Regions from separate parts of the Hordeum vulgare genome. Here region 2 is linked to region 1. Evidence: chromatin contacts called from public Hi-C data. All regions are on one chromosome and are shown on one strand. The core of a region is the stretch at or near the end of the contact, and the rest is flanking DNA. Distances in the headings are between cores, read along the strand shown. Region 1 holds the start of LOC123425228 (UMP-CMP kinase 3). Region 2 holds the start of LOC123425230.

The links. Hi-C and Micro-C count contacts between places; a contact is called where the count stands out from the background.
Region 2: a Hi-C map of leaf shows a contact between it and region 1, with 3 times the contacts expected there. The contact joins the promoter of LOC123425230 here to the promoter of LOC123425228 in region 1. A contact is called at or near these places in 3 of 6 Hi-C or Micro-C datasets (leaf and seedling) and 1 of 1 datasets of contacts at active chromatin or transcription factors (embryo).

The regions. Positions count from the first base shown.
Region 1 is chr2H:88,750,039-88,755,632 of MorexV3_pseudomolecules_assembly, forward strand. LOC123425228 (UMP-CMP kinase 3) reads right to left here and starts at 2,742. Exons shown (of 10, transcript XM_045108902.1): 1 at 2,599-2,742; 2 at 1,606-1,652; 3 at 1,088-1,142; 4 at 862-979; 5 at 579-735; 6 at 346-426; 7 at 144-251. The coding sequence starts at 1,650.
Region 2 is chr2H:88,937,688-88,944,048 of MorexV3_pseudomolecules_assembly, forward strand. It overlaps LOC123425230, which reads right to left and starts at 2,812. Exons shown (of 10, transcript XM_045108903.1): 1 at 2,570-2,812; 2 at 2,221-2,318; 3 at 1,501-1,668. The coding sequence starts at 2,313.

The sequences.
Region 1 (5,594 bases), core at 1,492-3,991:
CAGCATATAGTTCCTTCGGTGTTCAGACTAACGTGTTCCCCAAATGTTCATTTATAACACCCCCCCCCCCCTCCCATTGCGTGTATGTTGAGATGCATTCCTTTGAGGTTCCCTCATTAGTCATTGTGGAACTGCAGCCGTACCTTTTTAACCTTGTCTTTTGCGTCATAGTACTCAATCACAGGCAAACTGGATTCAACAAAAACTTTGAATCTCTTCCTGATAGTCTCAATGTTGTCATCAACTCTACCCTGCAAAATAAAACAAATTGTTGGAAACAGGAAAAGGGTAGTTTTGACAAGGATACATAGGCTAAACATAAGCACATAAGTCAAGAAATGAAACCTCATTGCGTCCCAAAAGACGTCTTTCCATCTCTTCCTCGGAACAATTAAAGAATAGCACAAATGCAGGCGAAATTTTTGTCTGAGAAAATGTAAAGCAATCAGCAATCTTGCAAAGTCATTTATACATACATTATGATGGAAGAAAGGAAGATGCTGCTGAACTATTACGTGAATTAGTAGTGAAAAGTGAAAGAACATCAATTTTCAAGTGTAAGGAGCAGATGAGCTTACAACATTCTCGAACGCAGCACGATTCTCTTCATTCCTTGGAAACCCGTCGATGAGGAACTTATCATTCTCATTCTTTATCATGGCTTGCTGCAAGAGCTTTATAGTCACCTCCGATGGAACAATCTTTCCCTCCTTTATCATGTTCTCAATCATAGTTCTGTAAAATTATAGGTGTAAAAATAAACATAGGTGCATGCAAATGTTACATAAATAAATTGACATGATGAATATTTTTTTTGTAAAACAATAGTTCTAGAGAAACTTATGAAAGAAACTAACATACCCATTCTCAGAGCCAGATTTAATCTCCGCGCGCAAAAGATCTCCAGCACTAAGATGGGTGAATCCAAAGTGTTCCACAATGTTGGCACACTGTGTGCCCTTTCCACTTCCAGGACCACCTGTGTGTAAATTCTTGGTCAGGTACAGAAGAAAGTTTATTTATTTAGATACATGTAACGCGTGATAATGCGTATTAGATGGTCAGGCATATATCAAAGAAAGTTTACCAAGAACAAATACTACTGTGACTTTCTTGTCACCCAACATGTTCTCAGCAACCACCTGCATGAAAAACACAGTTTGGACCATAAGACAAACAAAGAACCATGAATAGCAAAATTTCTGTGAGACAAAGGAGTTTCATTTACTGACATATACAAGAAGCGTTGTTCAAGGTGCCAGAATTATATTGGCAGTATGCTCAGGAATTCAAGTTCTTTGGACACGAGTCCGACAACAATAAAGTTTATCTATTCCAAATTAAACTAAATGAATATCCAAAACATCGTATATTTATGAACGGAAGAAGTAGGTGTAACACCGTGAGATTCGGGGCACCAACCCTTATGTGTGAAATGGTTAATAAATTGAAGAATGTCCACTAATACTGAAAACATAAGGCATTGCATATCCTCAATGAAAAAGTGTGCCTTTGCAGCAACAACTGCTTATCTCAATTTTTTTTTAAAGTGCTTATCTAATATATCCAGGGAATGAGGAATGAAAAGAAATGTCATACACGTACCTCCTTCTCAGTCACAGCTGCGGGAGCATCCACAACCGTGCCCATGGCTGTAAAATATTCAAACATTCAGTTTAGAAGTTCTAGTTATGCATCTCACAATGAAAAGAGAACAAATACAACATGTAAAAACACCATTCTATATGGTGAAGACGAGTAGTGGCACTAACATTGTTTAAGGGCTGAGGACACTTGGTTATTTAAACCACTTAGAAAAATCAGGGAGTTTGATTCACTAATTACACACGCACATGAACAAACCCTTAAACAGCATTGCAGTGATTAAGTAGGCTCCCGAATTACTTGTACTGTTGTACAGGATCACAGTCAGTATTCTCACACATGAACAAAACTAGGTACAAGTTTCTTGGCTCATCACCGGAAGATTACTCGAGATCCATGCCTAGCATCAATCAGAAAAGATACAAAGGCAGGATCACACACTGTTCTAGAAAAGGATCTTCCTTCTCCTTCCACCTAGCCAAGGCATATTCGCTGTTATGCTTACAAACACAGGGTCCGTTTCCAATGAGCTAGACAAACATAAGGATCATAATTATAACCCGATTTAAACTAAGATCTCCCTTGATTTCCCGCCGCTTACATATATATACAGCTAACATAAAGAAAGATCAGAACAGCCCGATCACCCGCCCCTAATACCATTTCTTTTTCTTTTTCTTTTTTGATTCGAACAACATGGATCACCCACCCCTCTAAACTCCCAGTGCAATGATCGCTAGATCCAGCTCCAGGCGCGCAACCCTAGGACCCCACCTCGTCAGATCTGCATCCCGAGCTGCCGCCAGGCCCGACCATTTGGGCTGAGATATGGAATCCCTTCCCTCAACCCCCGGATCACGGGGACTACACCCCGCCCGAAAACCCGCCACGGGACAACATTCGAGACGCACTCCAGGTGATAACAAGGACAGCAGGCCAGCGCGCGAGCAGCAACGCCAGATCTCGCAACGGGGCGGCCGGGATCTCACGTACCTCCGCGCCGCCGGACGGGCTGGGCTCCGAATCGAATGCCGGTGGAGGGGTCGGCGCAGCGGCGAGACGGCGGCGATCACGGGGCGGGAGGGCGCGTGGTGCGTGCTGCGTGCTGCGGTGGTGGTCTGTGGTGTTGGTGCGAGAGGAGCGAGGCGGAGGAGGAGGCCGTTTAATACGCGCGCGGCGCGCGGCCAGGTGGAGGGGGAGGTGGTGGGGTCGTGGGGGGCGGGGCCCACGCGGGGTCTCCGCGGGAAGCGTGGCGTTTGGCCGGTGGGGACACCGACCGGGCCGGAGGTGTCGGCGCAACGGGTGGAGCGGGCGTGGGCTGGAAAGCTTCGAGGAAGCGAACTCGGAGAGAGGTCGGCTCGTGGCTCCGGGAGCGGGGAGGAAGGAATGTCACATGAAAAATCAGTGGAAATCGTGTGCCAATGATGTTTTCAAAATATAAAAAATAAAAATACGGAATGTTAAAAGGGAATGTTAAAGACGGCTACTACGAATCATCCCGATGATTTCTCCGCCTAACTAGCCGTCCGATCAACGCGCTGGTGGCTGTTGGATCGCAGCAACGTCACAACAACAGCGAGCGTGCGACACCATCAAATGTCGTGCCATTGCAGCCCCCGGCTAAGCTCCAACGCAGCACCAATGACATCCGACGAAGCTCCATTGCATCTCCGGTGATGCTTTCGACGGCCTGGTGGTGCTCCATTGCAACTCCGGTGGCCCAGCGTTGCTCCATTGCAGCTCCGACGGTGCTCCCAAGAGCTTCGAGGCAACATCGCCGGAGTTGCAATGCCCCTTGTCGGCTCCTCGTCGTGGTCATAATCACAACAACGGGATGCTTCATTGCAGCTCCAAGGGACTGCTACATGTTCCCCTTTTGCATCTGCAGCAGTGGGCAACAATAGAGGAGGGGCGGGAGAGCTTGTGGCAGTGATGGTCGTCGATTTGTCAGTGTTGGTATCGATCTACAGGAAGAGGGAAGAGCATGGGAAAAAGAGAGAAAAGGGGGGATCTGCAGGATAGAAAAGAAAGCGAGCGTAAGGAAGACGATGATACAAACTGAAAATGTGTGGCTCTTGGCTTCCTGCATAGAGATAAGGCGGATGGTAAGCGGCACATGGGGTCAGCCAGGGACACGTGTTGAAAGCTGGACGCGGCTTAAGTCGTGTGGGATCATCCAATTGATTTTAAACATATTCCAATGTAAAAAGGATGATGTTCTATTGTCATGTGAAAATCAAGTTCAAACACATTACTGGTGAGCTATAAAAAACAAAACCATCATTGAATAATGTTGAACAATAATGTTACTATTCATTGCGGATTTATTTTCTCATAACTTGCATCCTGTATTGGTTTCAACTTGGAATTTCACGTGGCAATAGAACATTCCCCTCTTAACAGCTTATATTTTCTTAGATTTTTCTCAAAATCTTTTTTTTTTGACCAAAAACAGTGGAGATTTCCCCATTATGTGTCATTTTCTATTAATAAAGGGCCAAATACTCTACATAGAGGATATTTACAAAAGTATAGTGAAGGGGAAAATAAAAGAGACTAAGCTAACTTATTCCAAGATCGCGGTTTTATATACTATTTATCCAAGACAACATGCATTCTTTGATATTGGGCTTAGCCCTCATCATAGTTTCATGAAAAGTAATCTTGAAGGTTTTTTGTATGCAACATGCATTAACGTTGGCTGGGATATTATAAAATATCATTCCATTTCTATGATTCCAAATGCTCCAACAACCAATCGTCAATATTTCCATGAAAAATGATAATTCATATCCGTTCCTGGCATCAATAATCATGTTAGTTCTGTTGTCATCAGTGTTGAACTCCATATTAATGCTCGAGCAGAAACCTTGACCGAATGGGCAGGAAAATAGTAGATGAGTTGTGTCTTCCATGTTGTGATCATCTGCAAAGGGTGCAAATAGTGCTATCCAGAGGGTAGTGTCTCCTGGTTAAGAGATCACATGTATTGATTTTGTCATTCAGCATTAGCTAGTAGAAAAAATTATGTTTGGGCATACAACATTGTAGGGTAACGTCGCATGGGAAACAAAAAAATTCCTACGCTCATCAAGATTAATCTATGGAGACTAACATCTATGAGAGAGGGAGTGCATCTACATACCCTTGTAGATCGCTAAGCGGAAGCGTATATAACGTGGTTCATGTAGTCGAACGTCTTCGCGATCCAAATCACAATCCGTCCCGCGATCCCATTACGATCCATCCTGGTCTAGTGTCGAACGGACGACACCTCCGCTTTCAACACACATACAGCTCGATGACGTTCTCTGCCTCCTTGATCCAGCAAGCGAGCGCGGAGAGGTAGATGAGTTCTCTGGCAGCACAACGGTGTGGCGGCGATGGTGGTGGAGCCGTCCCGGCAGGGCTTCGCCAAACACTACTACGACGAACTACAGGAAAGGCTCATTTAGAGGGAGAGGGAGAGGCTGCGCCGTGGCTTGTGTTGTTGCAGCCCTCCCTCCCCTCACATATATATAGGAGGAGAGGAGGAGGGAGGTGCCCTAGGATTTCCCCTAGGGGTGGGGCGGCGACCAAGGGGGGTGCCTTGGCCCCCAAGGCAAGTGGGGCACCTTCCCTCTTGGCCCAACCCTTCCCACACGGGCCTTAGGTAGGAGGGGCGACCATCACACCAGGGGCTGGTGCGCCCCCTCTCACAGCCCATGGGGCCCTTCGGGGTAGGTGGACCCTCTTGGTGGACCCTCGGAACACTTCCGGCACTCCCGTCATAAAACCGGTAAGTCCCGGAAATTTTTCGGAACCTGAATACCAACTTCCCATATATAAATCTTTACCTCCGGACCATTCCAGAGCTCCTCGTCCAGGATCTCATCAGGAACTCCGAACAACTTTCGGTTATCACCACACATAACTCATTAATACTAAATCATCACCAAACCTTAAGTGTGTAGACCCTGCGGGTTCGAGAACTATGTAGACATGACCGA
Region 2 (6,361 bases), core at 1,562-4,061, 190 kb after region 1:
AACAAACAAATATTTTTTATGGCGCTATGGGAAGATGTATTGTTTGCTTGGAGTGTCACCTCAATAGTTGAACCTGAGATAGATACCAAAACAAACCTAACCATTTTTGTGTCAATGGACAACTAGTAAGGTGTGATAAAAGAGTTTAGGTGTGGAACACGTTTGGTGCTAATACACAGTACTAGTTAGTAACATCCAACCAAAAAATCAAGAGTATTTTATGAATATGATTAACACATAGAGTGGTCTATCTCGCATTCATTGGAACATTAGCATAATGCCGGTGCATTGCCACGAAGCAAAAAAAAAATTATCACAAGAAATTGGACCGTGAACTTAGGAAATTGTCAAAAAACGTTGGTGTTGTGCGACTATTGCGCGGTTCATGGTTTAAAAGAGAGCGAAAATACGAGGAGAGATTTGCATGCGGCAGGCATTGAAGAATCTGTTTTCCGTATAAAGGGAATATACCAATATCAAGAAGATACCAATTATACCGGCCTCTACAACCAACATGATGCCAAGAGCTACTCAAGACATTGAGGATGCACACAACAACCTACATAAAAAACATGACCCCGAACAGCAGCACGCAGCAACAGGCAACACCAACTACCACCCTTGGCAAAGCAAGAACCGCGAGAGGTTCTTCAGCATAAACCTGAACATGTGTCAGGCCGGGACTGTAAAAGCCCAACCTTCAAAATACCAGCCCAAACTATCCTCTTTTCTCAAGCCCGGGCCCAGCCCTAAGTCGAATCTGAAGCCCAAACGCAGTTTTCAATACTTGCACTTGCAAGCCCGGCACAAAATCCTGAAAAAGAGAAGCCTGAGCACGTCTAGAACTACCTTCCGTGCTGCAAAAGGAGGCCTGAATCCTGCTCAATTGACAAGCCCGACTCAGGCTGGCCTTGGTTTTTCAGGTCCGAATCTGAAGCCCAAACGCAGTTTTCAATACTTGCACTTGCAAGCCCGGCACAAAATCCTGAAAAAGAGAAGCCTGAGCACGTCTGGAACTACCTTCCGTGCTGCAAAAGGAGGCCTGAATCCTGCTCAATTGACAAGCCCGACTCAGGCGGGCCTTGGTTTTTCAGGTCGGGTTGTCAGTTGGGCTACCCCTACCCAGGTCTACTTCAACAACAACGCCCCCGGGACGGGAATGACACACCGCTCTTCCGCTGCTGGATTCAACCACTGAAGATCCGATCATAGGTTTTCACCCCGAAGATCAAGTCCGAGCAACTCCAAGCAATGCCTTCAGGAACGGGAAGGCGTTTAACACCACCATTGCCATGTGCAACCAACTAAGGTTGTTGTTACCACATATGAGTAATAGTGCGAAAAAGAGAGGTGAACTCACAACCAATTCCAACCTCTATAAGCAGGAAAGAAGATAGCAACTATCATCAAAATTGGCATGCAGAGCCATAAGGGCAATAAGCACAACAACAGCTTTGCACCAATACCACTCGTGTAGAAGTGTACAACACTAAATCTCACCGTATCAAACCCTTGGTGTGACCTCGCGAGGTTCTCGTAATTCTTGTAGTGCTTCAGCCTCATCTTGCGATACTGATCTCTACTGTATTTTAACCTCTCCCATGGTATCCCTTGCATGTCTTTTCCATTTCTGTACTCCAAGGCTGATGTATCATTCTTATGCTTATTCTACAGAAAGAACAAAAATTGAGGTATTAATAACCTTGAAACAAAGGAAATAATGCATTTGTTTATACAAACCGAAACAATCCAAAGTAATCTAACAAAAAGGGAAAGTAACATGTCCAGAAAGGCTCAAGTATATACATACATGTTATACTGTCGCAGAGAAAACTGCTCCATAATCTCAGAAATCATAAATGTCCATGTGCACATTCCTACATCATGATTTAGTAGGTATCCCAGTTGTTGGCTTGTTGCCATCACCTATGTCCACCTCAACAGTGATGTTTTATTTAGGCAGGCACTCCAAAAGCTAATTTATTTAGCACTAAAATTTCCCTTTAGTGCCAACCATTTCCACTAGGTAGGGCCATCGGCAACGTCTACAAATGTTACGTATGCTACATGTTCCGTCGCTGAATTGCAAACATGCTTTATTTAGCTTTAGCGGAACTAATGTGTGGTTTGCACGTAACATCACTCCAGCACCCATCTGCTTCCGTGTCGAAGCAACACACACCACTCAAGAAACTTGTACCGGCACCTGGTTAAGCATACCGGGCTGGAGGGATGGCCGGAGACGCCGAACCCGTCGGAGTCGAAGTGGTCGTCTTGCAGGTCCTCCAAATCGTCGTTCAAATACACGGCCATCGTCCCTGCCAAGGAAACCACGGGAATCGCGTGAATTCCGGAAATGAACCGAGAAAACTCTGGCAAGGAAAAATCGCAGCCTTGGAGCTGCCGGCGGCCGGCCAGAACCCCCCAAACCACCGCCAGTGAACCCAGAGCAGCGGAGCAACCCAGCGCGGCAGGTAGGGAGGGGGGGGGGGGATCACACATTCAGACACAGCAAGACCAAATAATCAGCGGAAAAACACGGGCGCCGACGGCAGCGGGATGTGTTTACCTCCCTGGGAGCCGGAGGCCTGTGGCGGGCGGTCCTACTGGCCAGCACAGCAGCTCGAATCGTGCTCGAGGTCCCTGGAGGCTGGAGCCCTCAGGATTCGGAGAGGATTCGACGCGCGGGATGAAAATATCCCCTGTCGTTCGTTGGTCTCCGAACAGAGAAGAATATCCCGGTGGAGGAAGTGGCGAAAGGGCAGAGAGAGGAACGGTGCGTGGGCAGAGGGGGAGGGAGGGCACCGCGTTAACCAGCCCGCGGCATTTCTAAATCTCCTTTTCAGCATTTTTTCTGTCAAGTGTCACACGTGTGATATGAATATATGACAACTTAGTAAGAAAAAAGGAAACGCTTCTACCCGACGCGTGGGCCGAATCGTTCGGCCGGTCGCGTGCGGGCCGCGTGCCTCGCTGGCAGATGCTTGCAGCATTTTTTCGTTGAATTTGTTGCAACCGTGTATTTTTTTGATACAAATGTTTTCCATGCAACTTTTTTTCTCGTGTAATTTGTTACATTTGTCCAGTAAAAGGCTGCATATATGTTTGGTTGCAATTCCAGTTCGTCGAATTTTTCGTTACAATCGATGTTTTTTACTTTTGCTACAACCGTGTTAATTTTGGCACATTCAGACACAGCAAGACCAAATAATCAGCGGAAAAACACGAGCGCAGGCGGCAGCGGGATGTGTTTACCTCCCTGGGAGTGGCGGACGGTCCTACTGGCCAGCACAACAGCTTGAATCGCGCTCGAGGTCCCTAGAGGCTGGAGCCCTCAGGATTCGAAGAGGATTCGACGCGCGGGATGAAAATATCCCGTGTCGTTCGTTGGTCTCCGAACAGAGAAGAATATCCCGGTGGAGGAAGTGGCGAAAGGGCAGAGAGAGGAGAAAAACGGTGCGTGGGCAGAGGGGAAGGGAGGGCACCGCGTTAACCAGCCCGCGACATTTCTAAATCTCTTTTTCAGCATTTTTTCTGGCAAGTGTCACACGTGTGATATGAATATATGACAACTTAGTAAAAAAAGAAACGCTCTTTCATAACAAGATTCAGCAAAGCGGCATTGATTTCGTATGACTCCGCACTAATGACGGGAGCAATCGGAGTACTAATAAAATCATTATTATTACTATTCGAGAAGTCACAAAGTTTGGTGTTTTCGTTCATGATGACTTCAGCAAACAAGCACACAAGCAAACAAAAAGTGGGCGAGAAAAAAAGGTGAACGAAAAAGGCAAATTGGTGAAGTGGGGGAGAGGAAAACGTGAGGCAACTGGCAAACAAAGTAAATGCAAGATATGAGTTTGCGACACTTACTTGGATGAGTTCTTGACTTGATCTTCCTCCCCGGCATAGGCGCCAGAAATCCTTCTGCTACTTCTCAAACAACAGCGCCAGAAATTGACACGTTGACGGAGGTTGGGCTTGCGTTGGTTTTTCTCTTAAAGAGGAAAGGGTGATGCAGCAAAGGAGCAGTAAGTATTTCCCTCAGTTTGAGAACCAAGGTATCGATCCAGAAGGAGGGTCTCGTCAAGTCCAGAGTACCTGCGCAAACACAAATAAGCTTGCATCCAACGCTTCAAAGGGGTTGTCGATCCCTTCAAGATTGTTTGCAAAGTGAGATCTGAAGGCGGAAAGTGAAACGAAGTAAAAAGTGTAAGGCTGAAAATATGTTGTGGAGTAGACCCTGGGGGCCATAGTGTTCACTAGATGCTTCTCTCAAAATAGCAAATATCACGGTGGGTGAACAAATTACTATCGAGCAATTGATAGAACCGCGCAAAGTCATGACGATATCTAAACCGCTCCCTTTCTTTACCATGCTTCCTAGAAGTGAAGTCATTCTTATCGTATCTCTTAGGTTGTTGGTTATCAGGATTAACCGTAGGTTCAATCTCCACATCCTCATCATTGCTAGGTTGAGCATTATTATGAACATCACTATCCATATTGTCACCAGGTTCATGTTCATCACCAGATTGTGTTTCTGCATCAGACTCAGAAATATCATTAGGTTCTTCAGGTGTGACAGTATTTGGTGAACTAGCATGTAGGTTTCTATCATCCTTCTTCTTCTCCTTAGGATGACTGGGTGTATCAGCATTAATTCCTTGAGAATATTGATCAATTCTCTTAGGATGACCTTCAGGATACAAAGGTTCCTAAGTCATTTTGCCTCCTCTAGTAATGACTTTGACAGAGTTGTCCTTTAATTCATTGAGCAGGTCATTCTGAGCTTTAAGTACTTGTTCTACCTGAGTAGTAATCATATAGGCATGTTTACTCAGAAGCTTCAGATCATTAACATTTCTGTCTACACAAGCACTTAAATGGCTAAGCATACGAGTACTTTGTTCCAAATGTCTACTAACATAATCATTGAAACTTTGTTGTTTGGCAACAAAGTTGTCAAATTCATCAAAGCATAGGCTAGCAGGTTTGTCAAAAGGAATATCACCCTCATCAAACCTACGCAGAGAATTCACTTCTACTACTATTATCGGGTTATCGAGACCATGGATCTCTTCGATAGGTGGTAGATTTTCGACATCTTCAGATCTAATGCCTTTCTCTTGCATAGATTTCTTGGCTTCTTGCATATCTTCGGGACTAAGGAATAGAATACCTCTTTTCTTAGGAGTTGGCTTAAGAGGTGGTTCGGGAATAGTCCAAGCATTATCATTGATCAAGATGTTATTCAGTAGGGTCTCAGCTTGTTCTACAGTTCGTTCCCTAAAAACACAACTGGCACAACTATCTAGGTGGTGTCTAGAGGCATCGGGAAGTCCGTTATAGAAGATATCAAGTATCTCGTTCTTCTTAAGAGGGTGATCAGGCAAAGCATTCTGTAGCTGGACGAGCCTCCCCCAAGCTTGTGGGAGACTCTCTTCTTTGAGTTGAGCAAAGTTGTATATTTCCTGCAAGGCAGCTTGCTTCTTATGGGCAGGGGAATATTTCTCACAGAAGTAATAGACCATATCCTGGGGACTACTCACACATCCACGAGCAAGAGAGGTGAACCAGGCTTTAGCGTCATCCTTTAAAGAGAAAGGAAACAACTTAAGGATGTAGTAGTGGCGGATCTTCTCCTCACTAGTGAAAAGGGTGGCTATATCGTGTAGTTTGGTAAGATGGGCTACGACCGTCTCAGAATCATAACCGTGGAAAGGATCAGATTCGACTAGAGAGATTATCTCAGGATCGACAGAGAATTCATAATTTTTATCGGTGATAAAGATAGGTGAAGTGGAAAACTTTGGGTCGTATTTCATCCTAGCTTTCAGAGATTTTTCCTTCCACTTGAGAAGTAATTTCTCAGCGTCATAGGCGTCCTTACACGCAAGAAAATCCTCAGCTATCTCTCCCTCCATAACGTAACCCTCAGGTATATCAGGCAATTCATATCTAGGAGAGCTAGATCTAGGAGGAGCAAAAGCAGGTTCTATCTCAATAGTATCGGTAGTTTCAGAAGCATCACGAGCATTGATAGTAACTATAGCAATATGAGCATCAAGGAATACCCCTAGTGGAACATCAGGCAAAGTAGTATCTCTAGCAGTATCAAGCATAGCATCATCAGGCAAGGCAGTATCAGGCATAACATCTCTAGCAGTATCAGGCATAGCATCTCTAGCAGTATCAGGCAAAGCAGTATCAGGCATAACATCTCTAGTAGTATCATAAGCATCATCAAGCATAGGCGACATATCAAGATTTCTAGCAGGAGGTGATGTCGCAAACTTACTCATAACTGAAGGTGAATCAAGTGCAGAGCTAGATGGAAGTTCCTTACCTCCCCTCG